3 separate regions of the Mus musculus genome follow, and all the other regions are linked to region 1. The links are chromatin contacts, called in public Hi-C maps. All regions are on one chromosome and are shown on one strand. Each heading gives the region's core, a stretch centred on a gene start, on an enhancer-like site or on the middle of the called end of the contact. The rest is flanking DNA. Distances are from core to core; before and after follow the strand shown. Region 1 holds the start of Soat1 (sterol O-acyltransferase 1). Region 2 has its middle 22 kb from the start of Abl2. Region 3 has its middle 31 kb from the start of Gm39682.

Region 1 (4,103 bases), core at 744-3,243:
CCCTTTGAACTTATGAAAAAGAATCCAAACAGCAGGATTGGGCTCCTGCTCAAGGCTCCAACCTCTGTGTGCTCTACCCTCCCCCCAAGTGTGCTCCAGCCTCCTGCGCCTCAGAGCAGCCAGAGCCCTTCAGGACCAGGCTCATCCCACTCACTGTTCTTCCTGCCTGTGGCTGGGATTGCTAATTCTTCCTTATTTGGGTCTTAGTTCAGACTACCTCAGAAAAATCAGCCTTTCCTCTGTCTTTACAAAACGTAAGTGGTTAATCATATGCAATTCATGTCATCCAACTCTCTGTGTTCTTTTATGACAACCTGGGAAACCTTTAAAATTAATCATGGCATTCTTTCGCATCTTTTCCTGACCACTCTCTATTTTTTTCCTAACACTTATCACTACTTGCAATTGTCTTATTTTTCTCCCGGTGGCTGCTTCTGTTTTAATTCATGGTTGTGCCTTGACTCGTGCCTTGAAGTAACGGGACATTCAAGTCATTTAAAAAGTGTCCTTGGGACTAAATAATCAAAAGATGATTTGGATTGATTTAGGACATAGATAAAGCAGTTTAGGCCTTGGACTTCTCAAAAGCAAAGATATGAGTGAATTTAGGGTAAAGGTGGGTGAAAGAGAAAGCTAAACGGACTGGAGAGACACTGTCGGCCTGCAAAATTGAACTTCTGTTCTTCCTACTTCATCTTCTTTCTATCTTCCTTCCTTCCTTCCTTCCTTCCTTTCTTTCTTTCTTTCTTTCTTTCTTTCTTTCTTTCTTTCTTTCTTTCTTTCTTTCTTTCTTTCTTTCTTCCTTTCTATCTACCCTACCTACCTACCTACCTACCTACCTACCTACCTATTTACCTACAGGGTCTCTTTGCAAAGCCCTGGCTGTCTTGGAACTCACTATGTGGACCAGGCTGGCTTCCAAATCACAGAGATCCACCTGCCTCTGCCTCCCAGCTGCTGGGATTAAATATGTGCATCACCAAGCTCAGGAGCTGTATACCAGCTCTGTATTTTTATTTTTAACTGACTAAATGGAACAGTGAATAGGCAAGTGTCTCTACCAAGAGTCCCAATAGAAGTGAATTTTTAGTCCCAAATGTTCTAACTGGTGGGATAGGAGGAGGTGGAAGCAAAGGCAGTTGAGTGCTTCCAAATGCTATCACCAAACTGTTGACAGAACCATTAAACACAGTTGTCCCAGAGAGGGCAAAAACTGGGCACACCTGTGCAGAGCCCAGCTGCTCTAAGGCGAGCAGTGTTGCCTGCTATGGGCTAACAGGGGAACTCCTTTTGTGAAAGATCTCCAGAGCAGGCAATTCATGCAAGCCTCAGGCATTGTTTAGGGTATTTGACTAGGAAAGGAATGGTCAGCTGGACAGATTAGGGACTGACTGAAAGATTAACGAAGCCAGTTTAGCTGACACTGTTTTGCAGGCCGACAGTATCTCTCCAGTCTGTTTAATTTTCTCTTTTACCCACCTTTACCCTAAATTCATTCACATCTTTGCTTTTGAGAAATCCAAGGCCTAATCTGCTTTCTTTACCTATGTCCTAAATCTATCTGTATCTTTTTTTTTTTTTTTTGATTATTTAGTTCCCAAGGATGCTTTTTAAATTACTTGATTGTCCCATAATTTCAAGTGACTCACTTCTGTCTTATCTAAGTTGTGTGTTGTTGAAGGACAGACTGAGTCAAGTAGAATTTAGACCACAAAGCAACTTATGACAGGTTTTTTTGCCACTGCTTCTGTCTTATTCCTTAACGGTCAGTATCAGACTCCGCCTTGTCCCATCTCGCAGGCTGCCTTTTCAAACTCTAAGGAAGTTGACTTGGCCTCCTCGTAGCCACACTGGAGGAGAGTTGGGGTGGAGCCAGAAAGCCAGGTAGCTAGAGAAGCCCAGTGGGTACCCTAGATATGGGAGGGGGCGTGGCAGTGGGCGTTGCCGGACGCCGCAGGACCACCAATGGCATCCCGGAGCTCGGGGCGATGCGCGTGACGCAGCCGCGGGCTGGGAGGTTGGGGCGGAGAACGGGGGTGGGGGCCTGCGCTTTATCTTCCTCCGTAGCCCGGCTGGCGGCGTAGCGGGCCGGCGAAGGGACATCCTAGTCTCCGACCGTCCTGCGGCCGCCCAGCCTACCGCCTAGACCGCCGCAGCTGCCCTCCGCTCGCAGGTAACCTCAAGCTTCCGCTCCCCTCCTCCTTTCCTGACCAGGTCCACCCTGAGCCCGAGAAGAAGGGGACTGCGGTGGCGGCGCCGCTCCGGCTCTGCGGGCCTGGCCTGGGCCGGACTGTCCCACCCGGACGCTGTCTGCTGCCTGGGGAGGGTCCCGCTGAGTTTGGAGGGGAGAGCGGGAAAGTTACCCGCAGCCATCCAATGCATCCGATGACTGGCAGCCTTTTCATTATTAGTGATGGTTTGATGTCCCCTCCGAATCATGTGGCGTCTCTCAAGCCAGTCAGTAGTGAAGAAAGTTGAGAATTAGAAGTCATTGCACTCTTTGAAAAGCGACATTAAAAAAAAAAAAAAACCGCTCAGGAAATCAGCTTTCTTTCTTTCTTTCTTTCTTTTTTTTTCTTATTTTCTTTTTTTTTTTTTTTTGATGTGGGCGGAGGAAATGTATATATATATGAAGGGAAAGATGGCACTACCAGGCACCAGACTCTATATGGGCCAGGGAAAAACCTGTTTCAAGCTCATATTCTGTTTTTAAGTAGCGGGGGGGTGGGGGGGGATTAAGTGTCTGTCTTTGATCTTAAGTGCTAATAGACACGTAACTTAAGCAATATATATATTCAGCGGTTTTTTGGGAGGAGACATTGTTGTAAGCTCCAGTCTCTGCATTTTATATAAAACTCCTTGGTCACTGTAATACTTAAGTAGTTGCCACTGTGTCTCCCCCGCCCCCCCAAACTTCTTGCCTTCTTCAAGAATGCAGAATCCAACTTGAATACTTCTTTTTCTTTTGTTTGCTTTCAACTGGGAAATATAAATGACTTGGTTTTTTGAAAAGCCAGCTCAGGCGGCACAGGAGTGGGGCTTGCGAAGAGCTCTGATGCTGTGAAGAGTAAGGAGAGGAAACGTGGAGAAGCACACGGCTTAGCTTGTCACGTGCTTGGAACTGGTCAGGGGTTTCACGTTCTTTCAGGACTCAGACCCAGCTCTAGGCGCCTGAGCTCCTGCTATCTTAAAGGCTGGGCGGGTTCTTCAGGCTCTAGCTCTCCTTCCTTGTGCCTGGAAAGCTGCTTCTTATCTCCTGGACCATTTTCCCCGGGGGCCTTATTCCCCTTCTTCCGCCGCCCCCTAAGCATTCCTCAAATCAAAGATCACTTCCCGGTGGGAGCCACTGGTCAGTCTGAGCCTGTTAGCATTCTGAAGTCTCCTTACCAGCAGGAATCATCTGTAGTAAATAGATGCTTTGTTTTATAGTGAATTTCACGAGGTTAGTCTATCTTTTCTGTGTCTTCTCAGTATCTTGCAGGAATAGAACTAAATAAGAGTGTGGGGGGGGTGTCAAAAAAGGAACTTTGAGAAAAAACATTAACTTTAGGCCTTAACATAGGAGTGAGTGCCTGTTTCCTATGGAAGTTTCATTTGTCAGACAGGACTCTTAGAATTGTGTCCGTCCCCCCCCCGCCGTGTTGGATAACTAGTTATATTTAGTCATTTGTAAGTAAAGTAAACTCAGATGTATATAAAATTTGCTCAAGTACTCATATTCTTTAGTCTTGTTAATTGACCCTGTTCTGTTAGCTTCTTGAAAAAGTTGTAGGGTTGCCAGGTGAGTTCAAGGACAGCCAGGCTATACAGAGAAGAAACCTTGTCTTGAAAAACCAAACCAACCAACCAACCAACCAACCAAAAAACCTACAAAAGCCTCTCCCACCCCCCCCCCAAACCAAACCAAAACACCCCCTAAAAATGTACACATTATGCTTTGGACTGTTAATTTCCTCCCCTCTCTCCCTCCCTCCCTTCCCCCTGTCCTTCCCTTCTTTCTGTGGGCAGGATCTCATGGAGCCCAGGCTGTTCTAACACTGGGTAGTTGAGAATGATCTTGAATTACTGCTTCTCCTGCCTCAACCCCGCAAATGCTAGGACTC
Region 2 (4,103 bases), core at 563-3,062, 63 kb before region 1:
TATAGTAAAGTCCAGGCCACCCAGGACTGCATACTAAGACCCTGTCTCAAAGAACAAAAAGCTTATTTTGGAAGAGACTAAAGCCCCAAACTCAAAAGCCAACCTCAAAAAGACCTTCTATCATCAACATAGGTTAAAGAATCTATAATGTCTTAACTGAACATAATCTTGCTGAGTTTAAATGGCCCTCCACTTAATCTATTAAAAAGAAGGAGGAGGAAGAGGAGGAGGAGGAGGAGGAGGAGGAGGAGGAGGAGGAGGAGGAGGAGGAGGAGGAGGAGGAGGAGGAGGAGGAGGAGGAGGAGGAGGAGGAGAAAATGTCTGGGACTGGAGAGATAGCTCAGCAGTTAAGAGCACTGGCTGCTCTTCCAGAGGTCTTGAGTTCAAATCCCAGTAACCGCATGGTGGCTCATAACCATCTGTATAATATGTGATCTGATGCCCTCTTCTGGCATGTAGGTGTATATGCAGATAGAGCACTCAGACATTAAATAAGTAAATACATCTTAAATGACCCTCTAGGTATTTAACATATACAAACAAGGCTGAAAACTGGGGAGTCAGTGCTTTTAAGAACAGTTTACATTTAGTTTCTATTTGGAGAGGTATGCGTGCACGGGCATGTACCACAATGTCTGAGCAAAGATGAGAAGATAGCTTGCAGAAGCCATTTCTCTCTCTCTCCATCATGTTTCAGGGATCAAACTCACGTTGCCAGGACTGGTAGCAAGCACCTCTACCCACTGAGCTATCTTGCCAAGCCCTCATTTTGTTTTTGGGTTTGCTTGTTTGTTTTCTATTTTTGAGACAAAGTCTTGCTTTGTGGCTCGGGTTGTTCTCAGATTCACTGTCCCCCTTTCTCTGTGTCTTAGATGGGGTGCCTATCGCCGTGATACAATACTGTGACCAAAAGCTGCTTGGGGAGAAAAAGGTTTATCTCCTCTCACAACTACCAGAGCACACAGGGAACTCAGGGAGGGGACTCAAAGCAGGAACATGGAAGTAGGAACTGACATAGCAGAAGCTAGGGGGGCAGGGGGACATTGCTTACTTCTTGCTCCAGGTTTGTTCAGCCTGCATTCTCATACAAGGCAGAACCATCTGTCCAGGGTTGGCACTGGTGGCCCGAGGTGCCCTCAGTCCACCCACAACAATCATTAATCCATGAATGGCTCCCAGGGCTTGCCTTAGGTCCATTTTATGGAGCGTTTTTCTCATTCACGATTCCGTCTTCTCAGATATAGCTAGGTTTGTGTCGAGCTGACAAAAAGGAACCAGCATAGTCTGCTTCCCAAGTTCTGTGACCACAGGCACTGTGCTGTCACGCACAGCCTTATGGGCCCTCTTAAAAGAATCTTTGCATTGCTGGGTGTGTGGTGCACACCTTTGAGCCCAGTGAATGGCAGGCAGAAGCAGGGGGATCTCTATGAGTTCAAGGCTTATCTAAAAAAATAAATATCTTTTATTATTTGACATCATTTTTCCTTTATTGTACTTAGATAAGTAGAGAGTAGAGACTTGGATTGTACTTAGATAAGAGAGAGTAGCATGGGATAGGACTAGATAGAAAGCCACAAGAAAGGGGAGAGGAATAGGGGTAATGGAGGGATGAAAATGACCAGAGTACTGTGTATACATGTATGCCACAGGGATAAATACTTTTTAAAAAAGGAATTTATATGGGCTGTGTGGAAGTTTGAATGAAGGTGGCCTAGAGGTTCATAGGACTGGCACTATTAAGAGGTGTGGCCATGTTGGAGTAGCTGTGGGGTGGCTGGAGGAAGTAGGTAGGCTTTGAGGTTTCAGAAGCTCAAGCAAAGCCGAGTGTCTCAGTCTTCTTTCTTACTGCCTGCAGAGCCAGATGTAGAACTCTCAGCTCCTCCTCCAGCTCCATGTCTGTTTGTATGTGGCCATGCTTCCTGCCTTGACAATAATGGACTAATCTATAAGCCAGCCCCAGTTAAGCGGTTTTCTTTGTAAGGGTTGCCATGGTCATGGTGTCTCTTCACATCAATAAAACCCTAACTAAGACAGGGTGTTCACTAGTGGTGCAAGGGGTGAAAAGACATCCAGACAGGATGGAGGTTGCTAAAGAGAAGCTCTGATGAATGGGATTTGAGGAATAGGTTTGGGCGATAGCATTTCCCCTCACATCTGTACCCTTTAAAATAATAATAGTTACTTACTGGGTGCTGGTCACTGTGCTTCAGATACTAAGCATTTATACACGTCTTTTTAAAACCTAATAATAAACCCATGTGCTATTATTATCCCAGTTCTCAGACAGGAAACTCAAGGCAGCCAAAATACTCAGTCAATAAATAGCAGCACCATGGGATTTTTGTTTGTTTGGTTTGGTTTGGAGATTTTTTTGTTTTGTTTTATTTTGGTTTGGTTTTGGTTTTTCAAGACAGGATTTCTCTGTGTAGCCCTGGCTGTCCTAGAACTCACTCTGTAGACCAGTCTGGCCTCGAACTCAGAAAGCGTCTGCCTCTGCCTCCTGAGTACTGGGATTAAAGGCCTGCGCTGCCACTGGTCAAGGAAATCTGTTTTTATGAGAACTGCTATAGTGCAAGTGTTTGTCACACTCTTCTGTGTGATCTTGCAAGCGCCAGCAAGCTCTTAATGTAGCTTTTGGGTTTTTTGTTTTGTTTTTATTTTTACTTATTTTTGTGGTACCTGGAATAAAACTGAGGGCCTTTACAAGCAAGGCAAGGGTTCTACCGCTAAGTCCTACCCCAGCTCTGATGTTGCTGTTTTATTTTATTTATTTTTGTGAGTATTTGTGTAGACGTGCTATGTACGGCACTTGTGGAGGTCAGAGAACAATTTCCAGAAATTAGTTCTCTTCTTCCAGTCCTGGGTCCTGCAGATTGAATTCTGGCCATGAGCATGGCTGCAGGCACCTTCAACCGCTGAGTTGACTTGCCTGCTCTGTGTAGAGGTTTAAATAGTCATGCTTTCTCCTCACTCTTCTCTTCTGCACCCCCCCACTTCTTCCTTGTTACTATTCTTTTCTTTTTAGATTTAAAAAATTACTTTTAAAATACTCGACAATTTCGTATATTAATACACGTATAAGCCGGGCAGTGGTGGCATACGCCTTTAATTCCAGCACTTGAGAGGCAGAGGCAGGCAGATTTCTGAGTTTGAGGCCAGCCTGGTCTACAGAGTGAGTTCCAGGACAGCCAGGGCTATACAGAGAAACCCTGTCTCAACCCGCCCCCCCCCCAAAAAAACCCCAAAACACGTATATATGGTCCTGGATGGTATACATACTATAGATGTCGATCATATTGTATTGGGTGTTTTGTTTGGAGGCTGGATGTGAGAGTTGTCAGTGAACATTACTGGTAGGGCATGATTTCTGAGCACGGAGGAAGCCCTCACAAGTTCAAGGCCTACTACTTGTCCAGAGGACCACACGCAGAGACATAGTTAATCCCACAGCCGTCAGAAATGAGCGCTTCTCATGTTTTCAAAACAAGAAGCCCTGCTTGTTTGAGATGTGGGTCTTCTGACAGCCAGGGACCTTGAACTTGGCCCTACACAGCCCTCGATCTCACGTTCCTAGTTCTGCAGCTTGGTGTTCATGAACTTGATGCTTGGACAATAGGAACCTGGCCACTGTGCTCTGGAGCTTCTCACAGATGCCCAGTTTCTGCCGGGAGTCTCTCATCCTCTGCACAGGACAGCATTGTGATGTCGATGATGGGAAAGGGTGGAGCCTCATCCGAATAAGACAGCCATCTTGCCACAACTGTACCTGCTGCTTGTCACACACATGGCCTCCAGGGTTTTAGAGGAGAGGCACTCATCTTCATCTGATACCTCGTGGTCACAGAGTGGGAATTTATCCATTTTTGGCTTCTTCCACCCCAGGTCAAAGATGCAGGAGCAAGACTTGGAGTATGACTTGGGTTTTTTTCTTTTGTTTGTTTTTTTTGTTTTTGTTTTGTTTTTTATTTTATTTATTTTTAAAGATTTATTTAATTTATTTATGAGTACACTGTTGCTGTCTTTAGAAACACCAGAAAAGGGCATCGGATACAATTACAGGTGGTTGTGAGCCACCATGTGGTTGCTGGGAATTGAACTCAGGA
Region 3 (4,103 bases), core at 762-3,261, 34 kb before region 1:
AGCATGAACCAGATAGCCGTGTTTCTCTGTGGTTTTATTTTCCCCTTGAGAGGACACACACAAAGAGAGAGAGAGTCAGAGACAGAGAGAGACACAGCGAGAACTGTGTATATATGATGTGCCTGTGTGAGTGAATGCCAAGTATGAGTTAACATGACCATGGACACCAGAAGACAACTTGGGATTGGACTTACAGGTGATTGTGAGCTGCCTGATGTGGTGGTGTGTGGGACATGACTCGGATCCTTTGGAAGGAAAGGCTCTTAACTGCCGAGCCATCTCTCCAGCCTCTTCCATGGTTCATGCTCATGAACTTCTTTCAGTAATGGGTTCTATCCTGTAAGATGAGACAAACCCTTTCTTCCCCTACACTTCTCTGGTTTTTGTTTTGGTTTTTCGAGACAGGGTTTCTCTGTTATCGCCCTGGCTGTCCTGGAACTCACTCTGTAGACCAGGCTGGCCTTGAACTCAGAAATCTGCCTGCCTCTATCTCCCGAGTGCTGGGATTAAAGGCGTGCGCCACCACACCCGGCGCTCTACACTTCTCTTAGAGTGTTTTATCACAGCAACAGAGAGCAAACCAGGACACTTTCCTGGAGCACTTCCTACCTGTACAAATGTGGAGGCTTGACTTGGTTAAGCTGACTGACTAAAGCCTTCTCAGTCAGGCTTATGGCTTCCCATGCAGTCCCTTCCTCTCCCACTCCTGTTCTTTTAGCTGGAGATCAAATCTATGGTGTAAGCATGGTGAGCCCAGCTTCTGCACCTGGGCTACATCCCAGCCCAGATTTATGCCCATTAGACAATCATCTCAAAAAGAAAAAGAAAAAAATCGAAAGAAAAAAAAGTGAAAAAGCCGGGCGTTGGTGGCATACGCCTTTAATCCCAGCACTCAGGAGGCAGAGGCAGGCAGATTTCTGAGTTCAAGGCCAGCCTGGTCTACAGAGTGAGTTCCAGGACAGCTAGGGCTACACAGAGAAATCCTGTCTCAAAAAACACAAAAAACACACACACAAAAAAAAAAAAAAAAAAGAAAGAAAGAAAGAAAGAAAGAAAGGAAGGAAGGAAGGAAGGAAGGAAGAAAGGAAGAAAGGAAGGAAGGAAAAAGAAAAAAGACAATCCTCTTGAAAAATTAGGCACTTGTAGAAGTTATTTCATTTCTGGTCCAGTAACTATTCTCAAACTTTTCTAAAGCCAGGGTTGTTAGATCAAATACTGAGTGTATTGGATTCTTATTTGCCAAATTTGCCAACTATGTCTATATGTCACCCTTGAGACAGCTCCATTCTTTTCTTTTTTCTTTTTCTTTTCTTTTAGAGACAGAGTCTCTCTATAGAACCCTGGCTGTCCTGGAACTCACTCTGCAGACCAGGTTGGCCTTGAACTCAAAAATCCACCTGCTTCTGCCTCTCCAGTGCTGGGATTAAGAAAAGCACCCTCATTGCCTGGGGATCACCTCCCTTCTTTGCTTCGTCACTGCCTTCTCTTTTTAGTCTTAATGTTTTAGAGAGGACAGTTTCTTCAGTATAATTGGTACATGGAAATATCACTTGGATTACTTAAAGATTTTATTGATTCTGTTACTGAAAGCCTTTTCTGTCTTATCTTTCAGTGTTTGGGGTGTGGAAGTAGTGAGAGTTACCTATTCCAATGTTCTGTAACAGCTTTTCCCAAGATTGAAACAGTCCATCCCACAGGGGACCTCTTTAAGCAGGAAGGTAGACAATTCAAAATGGCTTCAGGAAGTCCCTGAAACTTAACAGATTCACTTGGTCCCTCCCTGCCAGAGTAAGCAATCAAAGCTGAGAGCCTCTCTCAGAAGGAGTTGAGCTTCAGAGAGGACTCTCATACAAGACAAGCTTCAAAGAAGGCTCTGATACTTGACCAGCCACTGAAAGAAGCAGAAAGCAGCAGAGTTCAGATTTTGTGAGTTGTCACCATGCTGGGGTGGGCCTTGATGATGCAGTTTTCTTTGAGTCATTTCCACTCCTGTGAGTAATCCCTCACTCATATTCCTGTAAGTAATCCTAATAAAACTCATTGGTCACCAAGTCAGATGGTATGCATACTTTGGTTTGTGGTGGGATATCTATCTGGGGTGAATAAACCCATGTGTTATTTCTCCCCAGGAAACGTTTTGTCACACAACACCGGTAATATCCATGATGTCTGTGTTTTCCTCGTCCTCTTTAATCTGCTTGAATCAAACTGAGCTTAAATTAAACCAGACCAGGTTCACCTCTCTCACAATAAGTTGCTGAGAGAAGAAATTTAAGTCCCAAACACAATCACCATTGGTCTTCATGTGACAGCCCTGGAGGCCTGGAAGAGCTGATGACATAATTATATTTTGAGTCTAACAGCCTGATAAGCAGGAGAACCGACAGGATGAGGCTAGCCCAAGTCCAAACCTAAAGACAGGAGAAAGCCAGGTCTATGTCACGCAAGGCTGCAATCCAGCTGTGGGAGGTTGGCTGAGGGATTCCAAGCTCAAAGTTGTTCTGAAGGAAGAGTGCACCCAGGGTATGCTAGTGAGGTCCTGCCTCAGAATAAAGAGTAAAATCAGGGTGCTGGTTCTACAGTTCAGTTAGGGGGTGCTTTCCCAGCAGTCATGAAGACCTTGCCTTGATCCCCACCACCACATAAAACAGGCCCGGCAGCACACATCTGTAATTCCAATACTTAGGAGGTGGAGGAAGAAGGATCGGCGGTACAAGGTGATTCTCAGCAGCAATAGTGAATTTATGATCAGCTTGGTCTATGAGAGAACCAGTCTCAAAGGCAAACAAGGGCTGGAGGAATGGCTTGATGGTTAAGGAACGTATTCCTCTGTAAGAGGACTCGGGTTTGATTCCCAACACCCACATCAGGCAACTCACAAATGCCTGGAACTCTAGCTTCAGGGAGCCAGTGCTTGTCTGATCTCCTCGGGCACAGACACACATACATACACATACTTAAATAATAAAACTTAAAAATCAAACAATCTCAAACAATAATGAATCGTAAAAGAGAAATGAACAAACAAAACAAAACAAAACAAAAAAGAAGTTCAGCCATTTTAAAGTTACCATTCTGCCAGGCAGGATAGCTGTGGTGGTTTGAATGAAAATGGCCCCCATAGACTCATAAGAAGTGACATTATTAGAGGTGAGGTCTTGTTGGAGTAGGTGTGCCCTTGTTGGAGGAAGTGTGTCACTGGGGGTGGGCTATGAGGTTTCCCGTGCTTGAGACAAGCCAGTGTCCCACTTTCTTCCTGCTGTCTTCGGATCCAGATGTAGAACCCTCCAGCATCATGCAATGTCTGCCTGCATGCCACCATGCTTCCTTCCCCGTGACAATAATAAACCTCTGAACTGTAAGCCAGCCCTCATTAAATGTCTTCCTGTAAGAACTGCTGTGGTCTCTTCACAGCAATAGAAACCTTAAATAAGAAAGTAGTATTCTCTATAATCCCAGTAATTGTGTGGTGGAGGACCAGGAGGTCAGGCTAGCTTAGGCTACACAGTGAGATCATGTCACAGAAAACAGTAAAGAAACAAAGTTGTTAGTTTTGTAAGGCAGACATGGAGGAGAACAATGGAAAGAAATAACTACTCAATGTCAGGTTTCTTTTCTTGTGTATATGTAAGAATTAAGGCCAGAAGCAACCTCATAAGCATGCCAGTTAATTTTTTTGTAGTGTATCGGCTGATTTTGTTCATTTTGGTTTTGGTGCTGGGGATGGAACCCAGGGTCCCCTTCATGGGAAGCAGTCACTGTATGGCTGAATTCACCTGCAGCTGCTTGCCCTGTTAAACCAGTCTGTTCTGGGAATTTGGCTGACAATTCTCTCTTTATTGATTTACTGGATTGTTAGATAGCTTAGTTTCAGTTTAATGACCTGGAACTTTGGCATGGTAACCTAATCCTTATTGACGTTCCCTAAGGTGTCTGGGGGTGCCTTTATAACTAGTGTTATAGGTTTAGGTCCTAAACATATTGATAAAAATTACTTTTTCATTTAAAAAAATCACAGTCTGGGACTTGACAGGTGGCTCAGTGGTTAAAAGTCACCACTCCTCTTGCAGACCCAAGTTCGCTTCCCAGAACCCAGGTCAGGC

Evidence for each region. A called contact is a pair of places that touch in the nucleus more often than the background predicts.
Region 2: a contact with region 1 is called in a Hi-C map of conventional type 1 dendritic cells, with 1.6 times the contacts expected there. The contact joins the enhancer-like site here to the promoter of Soat1 in region 1. A contact is called at or near these places in 7 of 39 promoter capture datasets (the 3T3-L1 cell line, 3T3-L1-derived adipocytes, the HPC-7 cell line and 3 more), 17 of 484 Hi-C or Micro-C datasets (CD4 T cells, the G1E-ER4 cell line, Th1 cells and 10 more), 9 of 115 datasets of contacts at active chromatin or transcription factors (the HPC-7 cell line, bone marrow-derived dendritic cells, bone marrow-derived macrophages and 6 more) and 3 of 9 other capture datasets (adipose tissue, liver and pancreatic islet).
Region 3: a contact with region 1 is called in a Hi-C map of embryonic fibroblasts, with 2.1 times the contacts expected there. The contact joins the enhancer-like site here to the promoter of Soat1 in region 1. A contact is called at or near these places in 4 of 39 promoter capture datasets (3T3-L1-derived adipocytes, the HPC-7 cell line, macrophages and 1 more), 6 of 484 Hi-C or Micro-C datasets (CD4 T cells, CD8 T cells, the HPC-7 cell line and 3 more), 4 of 115 datasets of contacts at active chromatin or transcription factors (embryonic hindbrain, embryonic stem cells, extraembryonic endoderm stem cells and 1 more) and 3 of 9 other capture datasets (adipose tissue, liver and pancreatic islet).

What each region holds. Positions count from the first base shown.
Region 1 is chr1:156,472,218-156,476,320 of GRCm38.p6, reverse strand. Soat1 (sterol O-acyltransferase 1) reads left to right here and starts at 1,993. Exons shown (of 16, transcript NM_009230.3): 1 at 1,993-2,173.
Region 2 is chr1:156,534,925-156,539,027 of GRCm38.p6, reverse strand. It overlaps the pseudogene Gm17975. Among named protein-coding and RNA genes, the nearest start is that of Abl2, 22 kb to the left of the region's middle. Within about 2 kb of position 1,812, at least 17 of the 459 cell types and tissues checked have an H3K27ac peak or open chromatin away from gene starts, as enhancers often do. A contact at or near this core is called in bone marrow-derived dendritic cells, conventional type 1 dendritic cells and regulatory T cells, where this site is marked.
Region 3 is chr1:156,505,864-156,509,966 of GRCm38.p6, reverse strand. No RefSeq gene overlaps it. Among named protein-coding and RNA genes, the nearest start is that of Gm39682, 31 kb to the right of the region's middle. Within about 2 kb of position 2,011, at least 31 of the 459 cell types and tissues checked have an H3K27ac peak or open chromatin away from gene starts, as enhancers often do. A contact at or near this core is called in embryonic fibroblasts and pancreatic cancer cells, where this site is marked.